Linked DNA regions of Gossypium hirsutum: all the other regions are linked to region 2. A link is a contact called in public Hi-C data. All regions are on one chromosome and are shown on one strand. Each heading gives the region's core, a stretch centred on a gene start, on an enhancer-like site or on the middle of the called end of the contact. The rest is flanking DNA. Distances are from core to core; before and after follow the strand shown. Region 1 holds the start of LOC107886614 (spermidine synthase 1). Region 2 holds the start of LOC107886666 (U-box domain-containing protein 19). Region 3 holds the start of LOC107886611.

The links. A called contact is a pair of places that touch in the nucleus more often than the background predicts.
Region 1: a contact with region 2 is called in a Hi-C map of leaf, with 4 times the contacts expected there. The contact joins the promoter of LOC107886614 here to the promoter of LOC107886666 in region 2. A contact is called at or near these places in 10 of 34 Hi-C or Micro-C datasets (fibers, leaf, petal and 1 more).
Region 3: a Hi-C map of leaf shows a contact between it and region 2, with 2.8 times the contacts expected there. The contact joins the promoter of LOC107886611 here to the promoter of LOC107886666 in region 2. A contact is called at or near these places in 8 of 34 Hi-C or Micro-C datasets (fibers, leaf and seedling).

Annotation. Positions count from the first base shown.
Region 1 is chrA03:99,548,785-99,552,830 of Gossypium_hirsutum_v2.1, reverse strand. LOC107886614 (spermidine synthase 1) reads right to left here and starts at 1,336. Exons shown (of 9, transcript XM_016810639.2): 1 at 932-1,336. The coding sequence starts at 1,136. It overlaps LOC107886615 (a long non-coding RNA gene), which reads left to right and starts at 1,344. Exons shown (of 2, transcript XR_001680806.2): 1 at 1,344-1,994; 2 at 2,616-3,328.
Region 2 is chrA03:99,417,113-99,421,008 of Gossypium_hirsutum_v2.1, reverse strand. LOC107886666 (U-box domain-containing protein 19) reads left to right here and starts at 1,310. Exons shown (of 1, transcript XM_016810712.2): 1 at 1,310-3,896. The coding sequence starts at 1,562. The coding sequence ends at 3,622. LOC107886667 (probable serine/threonine-protein kinase PBL22) reads right to left here. Exons shown (of 10, transcript XM_016810713.2): 10 at 3,833-3,896.
Region 3 is chrA03:99,621,270-99,625,028 of Gossypium_hirsutum_v2.1, reverse strand. LOC107886611 reads left to right here and starts at 2,392. Exons shown (of 3, transcript XM_016810636.2): 1 at 2,392-3,759. The coding sequence starts at 3,163.

The DNA.
Region 1 (4,046 bases), core at 87-2,586, 130 kb before region 2:
ACCCTAACTTGCAAAAGTAACACCAGCCTCATACTCCACAACTTTCACAGTAACTACTATGAAAGAACCCATAAATCCAAGAATCAAAATTGGAAGCAATGGATTAACACATTGAATTATGAATGAATATAGATCAGACGTCGCTATTAAACTAATAGTACACACTCCCAAATAAGAAAAATACACACAAGTGACAACATGCAAGCAGTATGCACTTCGAGATGTCAATCATATAAACAAGCAAATGTGCACAAAGAAGCGTAAACGCTTAACATTCAATGAAAATGTAGTTAACTAGAAGTTAGACATATAAAAATAAAGCTTTTTTTTTCCTTTTCCTTTTTCACTATAAAGAATCACAAACAGACCCACTACACAAGCAGAAATGACAACCAAGTTACATGAGATGTCCAAAATAAAAACATCCTCAATATGGGAGATGGGACCATTTGAGAACCCCTTTTTTCCCTAAAGAAGAGCCAAAAACAGAAAATATCAGATAAGAACGCACATCAGAAGTGACGAATAAAAGGGGGAACGAAGTTGAAAAGAACCCAACCCATGAATTCAATCAAAATAAGTAACGCCCTTAGATGGAACCAATATCTTACACAATCAAAATAAGCACAATAAAATAAAATAAAATAAAATAATTTTTTTTTCATTCAAATCAGTTGAAAGCCAAATAAAAAGCACAGAAACTTGTTCACCCATAATCTAAAACAAATCTATAACCATAAAAAATATAAATAGATTAAAACATGCATCGAAAATCATAAAGGAAAAAAACCCAGATTTAAGAAAAAAGCCCTCTTTGGAATCGAAGCAGAGAAAGAAAAAAAAACAACACTTTACATTCTTTTCTCCAAAAGGAAACGTAAAGAAAAGATTAGGAGAAATAATGGGGAATTAGGAGAGTTGAAAAACGAACCAGGCCACATTGGGCTAATCTCAGAGAACCATCCAGGAATAACAGAGGAAATCCCATCAGCTTCCTTGGAAGTATTATTGGTATCAGCTTCCATTTCCATGGCAACAGCAGCAGCAGCAGAAGAGACCCCGTTTTCTTCGTCTTCCCTGGGCCTTTTAACGGGCAAATCAGCACAACTTACAGGGGCACCGCTCTCTTCTGCCATTGAGACACCTATTTGTTTCTGTTTTAGAAATACAAAAAAAATTGGGAAAAAAGACCTAAAAAGAATCGGAAAATAGAAAATCTCGGGTTGGCTGGATACAGGTCACTGAAAGATAAAAAGAGGCCACACTAGCTTGGTCTTTGGTCTTGCTTTATAGTAGCATCCAGACGCCTGTTGCTGTAAGGGCTGGGCTGTTTAGGCCTTCGCCAAATAATATATTAGTATAATATAAATTAAAAAGCAGAAAAAAAAAGAATATTTGAGGAAGAAAAATCAAAATTTCAATTTATATCGTCATATATGGATTACGAAGAATCTGCTTGCAAACGACGCGTCTTTTGTGTGTGGACTGAGATTGTGACTTGTGAAGTTGTGATTTTCTTCCTCCTTTTTACTTAATTAATAATTAGGGTCGGTTTGATAGGGGGAAAATATTTTTCGGAATTAATTTTCCCCATTTTTCAGTGTTTGATTGGAGGAAAATATTTTCCTCACGTAAAATCAATTACAAACACGGGAAAAAGAAGCTTTTAATTTTGGAAAATGTCTTACCGATTTGGAATTAGTAAGACATTTTCCGATTTTTCCAGCGTTCTCCCTTCTCTACACTCTTGTTCTCCCTTCTCCTCTCTACACCGATCTGGTTTCGTTCTCCCGTTCGTTCTCCCTTCTCCCTTTCGTTCTCCCTTGATTTGGTTTCGGGCTCCTTTTCCCCCTTGATTTCTTCTTCTTTTTATAAATTGATTTGGGGATTTTCTGCTTGTTTTTGTCTGAGATCTTGCTTGGGTTTTCTGCTAGTTTGGTTGTACTGTTTGGCTTGTCTTGGGCAGACTTTCTTCACAGACTTGCTTTAGAAAGGTATATTTTCTTCTCCATAGTTTTGTGAATCGGTTTCTTGTCCATAGTTAGAAAGATTTTGGCCCCTGTTTATGTTAAATGTCACCTCTGCTCTCACTGATCTGTGCGTGCTTTTTGTTTGATTTTAAGTGTATTTTTAGCAGATCGAAGCTTGTTTCGCTGTTTTTTATCAAAGTGTTTTTTTTCTTTTAATTTTCGGTTTTTGATCGAAATTCTGTGTTTTTCTGTTTGTTTGTCACTATCTCGTTTACTAACTGTTCATGCAATTCTTAAAGAGTATTATATCATAATGGATTCTTTTTAAGTCTCTGTTTGGTTGATAGGAAAATTCTAGAATTATATGAAAAAAGAAATGCAAATTTAAGTTTCGTTCAGAAAATGATTTCTACTTCGATTTTGTTTTATTATTCTGTTTTGCACGTTCTATTTCGTGCAATGCTTCATCGTATCCATATTATGTTACTCGTACTCAGATTTGTATATATGTATATGCATCTAATAATAATATGTTCAAAGAATTACAACATTTGATGTTGAAGAACAAGGAATTAGCTTCTTCATTTTCTTTTTTTTTTTTGGTTTAAGTGATTCTGTTTTAAGTATATGTTTTACCTTCTGCAGCCATTTCATATCTTTCAAGCCTTCCTTCCCAAAGCAGGCCAAGTCTTTGACTGGTTGTGAAAAGTGAAAGAAAAGCTGGTAAATGATTCTTGTTATGCTTTAAGTCTAGCATTACGTAAGCAGGGTTTGTGGTTCATGTTTTTAAGTATCTGCTTTACCTTTGTTCTCCAGAGTAGTTGAATATTTGTTTCACAGCTACATATATAGGAATTTGTGGTTCATGTTTTTAAGTATCTGTCTTACCTTCTGCTGCCATTTCATATCTTTCAAGCCTTCCCTCCCAAAGCAGGCCAAGGTGAGGATCTTTGACTGGTTGTGAGAAGTGAAAGAAAAGCTGGTAAATGAAACTTGCATTTGTGCCGTAGAGCCTCATTTGGAGGCATAGCTTTTAACACGCTCTTATATAGAAAATAGTCATAATTGAGCATAATGCAATTTCAGTTCAATATTTCATTTCATTTATCAAGGTTTTAGTTTCGTATATGGCGGTGCTGCATTGTTGATATTATCCCAATTAAGAGATATTATTCCAATGATGCTAAAAGAGAATGGGGTAGAGCTAACAAGAACAAATTCATAGCATGTGGATGGTTTTAAATAGTTGTGCAAACGTTTTGAGTGTAAAACTGCTTCATGATATGGTTGTGGAAAGATTGTGGGTTAAGCAAATGGCACAGTTTTTGTTTTAATGTAGTAGGTTGTACATTGGTTTTGGTTGCATTTCTTGGTGGATGCCGTTTGAATAATAAATTAGAATAACTAAATTTTTTCTTACACCGATTTTAATTTTGATTCGTATAGTATACACTGACTAAAAAATTTCACACCGACTAATGCACGAACAATACTAAAAAATTATTTTTTACCAACTTTATGGATAATAATTTAATTATGGATAATAATTTAATTAAAGATACAACATAATGAAATATGGATTATTCGTTTTTCTTTATCTTTTTTTTGTGAATTTATTCGTTTTTCTTTATTTACAAGTAATCGATATCAAAATCTTTTACGAAAAATCTGATTAGTATATTCTCAAACTAGAATCTATATCAAATTGGTCTCTATAATTTAATTAAAGATACAACCAAAGTTTTTTTAGTTAAAAGTAAGAAGCATAGAAAAATTTGGCTTCAAAAATTTTCTCAGGGTTGAAGATATTGATACATTTATGTGGTGTAATATTATACACTTGGACAATGCTGTTACTATGTGGTGTACTACTAAGTATGTATTTGGATAAATTATTTCTAGTACTCATTGTGGTTTCGAAGCAATTTATAATTATTCAATATTATTACTAGTACTCATTGTGGATAATATTTTTTCAATTTTTAACAATCAATATTGTAGCTTAATAATTGAGTATTATTATAAATAAATCATTGTAATATATGTAAAAGCAATTTAAAATATAAAAAAATATTA
Region 2 (3,896 bases), core at 61-2,560:
AAACAACTTTTATAAATTATTTTTCAGAAAATATTTTACTGACAAACAAACGGAGTCTAAATATGTATTGCAGTTTAAAAATAATAAAGTAGATTATATATTTTTTTATAGTATTATATATTTTGATTTTTTAATTCATATAATAATAATTAGATAATGAATGTTATTAAATTATATTTTTTTATTAAATTATATTTAATAATAATTATGTTAAAATATGGTTAAACTATTTATTATTTTTATTAAATTATTTTTAATAATAATCTTATTAAAATTTAATAACAATAACAATAATCATCTACATTAACAAAAATTCTGCTAAGGGTATTCTGGTCATTTTAGTTTTTTCCTTATGCTATTACAACATCATTCCATTCAACCAAACACAAAAATACTATTACAGTTCTATTCCATTCCATTCCATTCAACCAAACAGTTGAATTACTTATTACAGCTTTATTCAATTACAACCCTATTCAATTACAGCCCTATTCAATTACAGTGAACCAAACGTACTCTAAGAATTGGATTAAGAGATTCCAAAATTAAGGACAATTTGATAGAATCTGTAACTATTAGTGGATTAATTTAGTTATTGTGTTAATAAAAAAAGTCACATCAGTATTGAACAAAAAATTAATTGACAATAACATTAATGATTAAATTAAATTTTTTTTAAACATAGGTGATCAAAATAGAAACACACTAATAATTAAGTCAAACACATATTTATGATCACCCTCATTATGCAAGTAAGAAATTATTCAACAAATATATTTATAAAAATTGATAATAATAAAAAATTCAAACTTTATTTAAAATGATAAAGTTGATATATTGAAAATTATAATGTCTTAAGTTTAAATTTTATTATTGTGTATTTTTTAAAATTATATATAAAAATATAAAAAGATATAAACATTGTGTATTTTTTTAAAATTATATATAAAAATATAAAAAGATATAAACACCTTTATAATATCATTTTTTATTTTATAAAAAAATTTGATAATTTTACAACTAAATTAGGGTGTGATTGATGAGTGTCATTTGCCACAAACTCAATATTTAATATAAATAATAAAATATTCTAAATACAATAATGTTAATAATGGTGCAATTTTTTAATGATAATAATTGGTGTAATTAGGTTCACAATAATTCATTACCAAGTCCAAATTTTTTTATAAATAATAATAATAATAAAAGGCTAAATGATTTATTTTAGCTTAATTCCACGTTATATGAGCCATCCCATGTCGGCTCCCTCTCATCACGTACCTTCGTACCGTATTTTACGACCACGTGTCACCTCACCATTTGCTTATCCACTGCTCTAAACTATCTACGAAGTAGCCTTTCTCATCTGCACGTGCCATGTACAGCCAAAGTTATTACACGTGTCCAAGCCGACATATCCCAAGTCCCTTTCTCCTTCCTTTTATATATAGTAGACCCCAGAAGCCAAAATCAAAAACTCAAAAATCTAAACGCTAAAGTCAAAATCAAACTTTTTTGTTTTTATCTCCTTTGTTTTTGTTTTTCTTGAAATATCTGGTAAATGATCCAAAAATCGAGTGGGTCGGGTCGCCGGATTCTGACATGCCCGGCAATACATCCTTGCGATTCCATTTCTCCTTCAACTCTTCTAAACTCGCTGATCGATCTTGGTGGAGACATTTGCAGTTACAAATCCAAGGTTTTCTCCGTCAACAAGAGAAATGCGCGGGAAACGTTTCGTCAAATCGCGAACATTCTTCTTTTCCTCCAGGAGATCCGAGATACGACGTCGGATCTACCTCATCCGGTCATCCTCAGCTTGTCCGAGCTCCATCTGACTTTCCAGAAAATTCGATGCCTTCTGGAAGACTGCACCCGCGACGGGACTCGAGCGTGGATGCTAGTGAGTTCGGATTGGGCTGCGAACCAATTCCGGATCGTGATCCGGGGCCTGGCTACGGGTCTGGATGTTTTCCCTCTTTCAACCGTTGACATGTCAAATGAAGCCAAGGATTTGGTTGAGTTAATCATAAGACAAGTTAGGAAAGCTTCATTCGATCCCGACCCGGATGATAAAAAGGCCGTGAAAGATCTCATGCGGATCATGAACCATTTCGAGGAAGGAATCGCACCTGATCCGATTGAGATCAGACGGATCTTGGACCATCTCGGGATTGATAAATGGAGCAGTTGTAACAAGGAAGTGAAATTCTTGGATTCAGAAATCGGAACCGAGTTTTCCAATGAAGAAAACAAAACAAAATTAGAGCTTCTGTGTAGCTTAATGGGATTCATGAGCTATTGCAGATGCGTAATATTTGACACCGTTGACTTCGAAAGTCAGCATCTCAATGGCCAGTGTAGCAACATCAGCAAAGATCTTAAAGGAATCAACGTTGATGATCTCAAGTGTCCGATCTCGTTAGAAATGATGTCGGATCCAGTAACTTTATCATCGGGCCACACCTACGACCGTTGTTCGATTTTAAAATGGTTCAGGTCGGGGAATGCCACTTGTCCCAAGACGGGCGAGAAGCTTACCAGTACGGAATTGGTTCCCAATCTTGTCTTGAAAGGGTTGATCCAACAATATTGTGCTGAAAACGGCATCCCAGTCGTCGTTTCTAGGGGAAAGAATCGTGATATTTCGAGGACAGTAATGGCGGGGAGTTCAGCCGGTGAAGGTGCAATGAAGATGTTGGCTGGTTTTCTCATTAACAAACTTGTTAATGGAAGTGGTGAAGAGATGAACAAGGCGGCATTTGAGATTCGGGTTCTTACTAAAACAAGCATTTTTAACAGGTCTTGTTTGGTTGAATCCGGCACGATCCCACATTTATTGAAGCTGTTGTTATCTGAAGATTCCAACACCCAAGAAAATTCCATTGCTGCTCTCTTGAATCTTTCCAAGCATTCAAAAGGCAAATGTGTTATAGTGGAGAATGAAGGGTTGGATTTGATCGTCCATGTTTTAAGAAAGGGACTTAAAATTGAAGCTCAACAACATGCGGCTGCTACGTTGTATTATCTTGCTTCAGTTGAGGAGAACAGGGTTCTGATCGGTGAAAATCCTGAGGCTATTGCAGGATTAGTAGAGTTGGTTAAGAATGAAAACCATCACTGCAAGAGGAATGCATTGGTTGCTATTTTTGGGCTTCTAGTGCATCCCGAGAACCATTGGAGGCTTCTTGCATCTGGGGTTGTTCCTTTGTTGCTCAATCTTTTGAGAGATTCAGAAAGAGAAGATCTCGTAACTGATTCTCTAGCCATTTTAGCTACTCTAGCAGAGAAAATTGATGGCACAGTCGCAATTTTACGCCGTGGTGCCTTGCAATTGTTAGTAGGGATCTTAGATACCTGCACTTCAAGAACAGGGAAGGAGTACTGCGTTTCCATGCTGTTGGCTCTGTGTGTCAATGGCGGACTAGATGTGGTTGCTCGTTTGGTGAAGATTCCTTCTCTTATGGGATCCTTGTATTCCCAACTTAGTGAAGGTACATCTCGAGCTAGCAAAAAGGCCAGTGCAATCATCAAGATTCTGCACCAGTTTTATGAAAACAACAGCTCCTCAGCTTCAGTGACTCCAGTTCTTCCCCGAGAACAATTCGTTCACGTATGGTAATCCGTAATCCAATTTATTCCTGAAATATTTCCATGTAAATACAGATAAGTGTGTACATCGCTTGTTTCCTTTTATTAGCTCGGTTTTTTGAAGAGCTAATCCACTCAGCTTCTGCCTTTTTTTATGAAGCTGAGTGAAAAACAACAGTAATTTAGCATTTCAATTTTTTTTAGGGTTTGTTCATAATAAGGTCGCAAGACTGTAATACAATGATGTAAAACGCATTCCATTCGTTGTATTGTAGTATCATGTATAAACTTCTTCAACCGTGTTG
Region 3 (3,759 bases), core at 1,143-3,642, 200 kb before region 2:
CGAATATGACCCCAGACAGCACGCCGATTGAGTTATGGTAGCTGGCAAATTTGGATAAGCATTAGCATTTAGTAGTACCTTAACCTTATCCACTTTATTAATATCTCTAACAAAAAAAACAAAAACTTCTTGTCTTCGCTCACCCCTCGTGTTTCTTGCTTCTTTACCTAAATAATAGTTGGCCCCTACTCTATCCCCCAAAATATCAATATTTATGCAAAAATAATAATAATTTCATTTCACATGATTAAGGTTCTTCATATGTATATAAATTTTTTTCAAAAAATTCACCCAACGAGTACTTCGTTTATTTTAAATTTTAATTATATTTTAATGCCATATTTGATAATAATATTATTTTAATACATCTTTATTTTAATACATCTTGATACAGATAATAAATTAATTTCACTCAATAATTTTTAACTATTCATATATGTTGTTCTCAATAAAGAGGCACACACAAAAAAACTAATCATCTCCAAGGGCGAAGCTAGAACAAAATTGTAGGAGCTGAATAAAATTTTAATTTTTTATAGTCTATATTTTTATAAATTTTAAAGTATTAATTAAATTTTTATAATTTTAGGGGGGGCAAATTGAAATTTTACCTTTACTAATTTAAAATTTTAAAAAAATTTATAGAGCCTAAATGGAAAATTTTCATTTTAAGGGAGGCCGGGGCCCATGCCAGCCCCCTTAAAATCGCCTTTGATCATCTTCCTCCAACAAATCAATGTATTTTTTAACTATCGTGTGGCCGAAAAAAATACATACTTAACAAAATTTTTAGTAACACGATAGTTCAAAGAATACATATATTTTTTGAGGGATGGACGAGTTTTTTTTATAGGTCAAGTTGAGTTATGTATAAATTAGTGGGGCATTATATATTTTGTCCTAATTATTTGTAGTCTAATGAGAAATTGTAATGATATCTTGATTTAATTTTAGTAAAGGGATTAAAATGAAAAGTAGAGGGACTTTTAGTAGACGTTGTTTTTATGTTATGAACTTATTTTAATATTTATAATAATTGAACGTCTACATGTGTTAAAGCACTAAATAATTAAATAAAATATAAATGTTTAACTTTGTTTTAATTTGAAATTATTTAAATATTTACAAAAATTTAACGTTTCCCCGTGTTAAAGCAATAAATAATTAAATAAACAATAAGCGTTTTAATAATAAATTTGAAAATGAACTTTAAATGGACAAATTGAATAGACTTTTAAGTAAATTTTTTTAAAATATAGTATTTTCAATCTCATCCAATACACAGTTGTACTAATACACACGTGGATTTATAATTTTAAAATCTTACTTTTTAGCTCTCGAAGTTTTGGATCTACTTTTTAGCTCTCGAAGTTTTTGGTTGGGCATACCAACCTAACTCCTAAATATAAATATGGCTCACAACAGCAAGTTAGGTTATACATAACTTGATTTTATTTATTAATGAACATCATGTGTTGTTTTTTTTTTAACAAATATTTTCAAAAGTATGGCAAAATTAAAAAATCTTCTTATGCCAATTTTACAAGAGTAATTCCAAAAGACTTTGTTAGAAGATTTTATTTCTGGGAAATTAAGATAATAAGTATTATATAAGTAGATGTATCGTTTTTATTTAGATAGCGATGCGTGCTATCGGTATCTTTCGGTGTATTATTTTAAATTTATAGGTATTTTTTATATATTATTGCTGTACACCAATTATCACCAATACGAAACCTAGGTAAGATCTGGGTCGTCTACCAGTGTCCCGGCCAAGCTCTATCAGATGTGTGAGGTGTACAACGAAGAGACATCTAGGGGAGCTCACAATATCAGCTCGCATGGGCTGAGAGGAGTTCGCGGCCCTAGCTCGGATATACCCAAAGAGTTTACACATAGGGGACCGTGAGGCCTAAGAGGCGACCCAGAACGATACACATGTTCAACATGCCCGATGCCTGTTCAAAATATCAATCCTATGAATAGTGGGGTCAAGTCCATGAACAATGGAGTCAAATCATGAACAGTAATAATATGTATAAATACTCGAATATTCCCTTTAATAAGATACACAGAAAATTACTCAACAATTATATAAACACATATAATATATTTATATACAAATAAAAATTTAAAATTATTAATTAATTTCAATAAATTAATTAAATGGTTATATATATTAATTTCAATAAATTAATTAAATGGTTATATATAAATTTTTATGTAATTATAAAAATTAATTTCAAATATTAAAATATCGTGTTAATTAGTAAGTTGGTATACAACAATACAAACTGATATTAATCAAAACTACTTGTTATGATTAACTACAATGTATAAAATCCAACCCGTTCAATTTAATTAATTTTTTATATAATACTTACTTTTACTAATAAATCTTCAAAGTCATAATTTAGAGAAAATAGGGGTTTAATATTAGGATAACAAGAGGATGAAAATAAAAAAATATAAAAAAAGATTTTAATAAAGGTTGGAAAAATGCTCTCGACTTCTTCTGCTAGCTTTGCGAATGGGAATGGAGAATATATCTCCATTGTTGAAGATTCAAATACAAAGAAAGTTCGTTTTAAGGACACGGATGCGGCCCTGGAGGATGTGATGGTGGTGGATCCTTTACCAGTGTCTCCGTTGTCGTGGAAGGACAAGTTATTGGGGAAGGATAATCTCAACCAGGATCACAAGAACGAAGTCCAGCTTGCTGCTGATAGTTTTTTTCTTTCCAATCAGGATGTGAAGAAGTCTATTGTAGATGGTGTCCCCTCTATAGACTTCTTTGATATAGTGTACTAGATCCTGGAGAAGGAAATGTCTACTTCGATTATTCTCAAGATGCTGGGCAGGAATATTGGAATTTCAACACTACAAAATAAACTCTATGGGATTTGGAGACCGTCGAAACCAGTTCAATTAATGAACATTGAAAATGGTTATTTCTTTGCAAAATTTCAGAATTCTATTGATTATGACCAGGTACTCTCCCAGGGGCCGTGGGTTATATTCGGCCATTATCTTACTGTCTAGCCATGGTCGATCGACTTTAACTCCAATCTTCCTTATCCTAACTTGATCCAAACTTGAATTCGTTTCCCTGGACTTCCTAGTCACCTGTATAAAAGACAGATTCTCTTGGAAATTGGGAGTATGATTGGCAAGATTACAAAGCTGGATATCAACACGGATAGTAGGGCAAGGGGACGATACGCTCGTATCGCAGTGTTTGTTAATTTTGGGAGGCCTTTGATCTCTAGGATTCTCATCAACGATAATCCGCAAAGAATAGAATATGAAAAATTACCTGTTATGTGTTTTAAGTGTGGTCGTTACGGTCATACTAATGAAACATGCTCGTTGACTATTTCGTCTATAGGGGCAGTCGAGAATGAGGGTCCATCGAAGCAGGCTACTGTAGCGACTGCAACGACTGAAAAAGGAAAATATGGGCCTTGGATGTTGGTGGAGTGGAAATCTAGACGTGGAAATTTGGAAGGTGCGAAGAAATGTAACAATTTGAAAAAAGAAGAAAATTCGGGATTACGTTTCCATTCTTTGGCAGGTTTGGAGATAAGTTCCTTGGAGCAAGAATCTACAAAGAACCCTAAATCGTCACTGGAAAGTAAAAATAAAGGAATATTAATTGACTCTGATGTTAATGTGATTACAGGTAGGAAAGTTGTAGGGAACAGTCTTAATAAAGCCAATCTGAACTGGCCTATTATTAAGCCTCAAAAGGGACAGGCC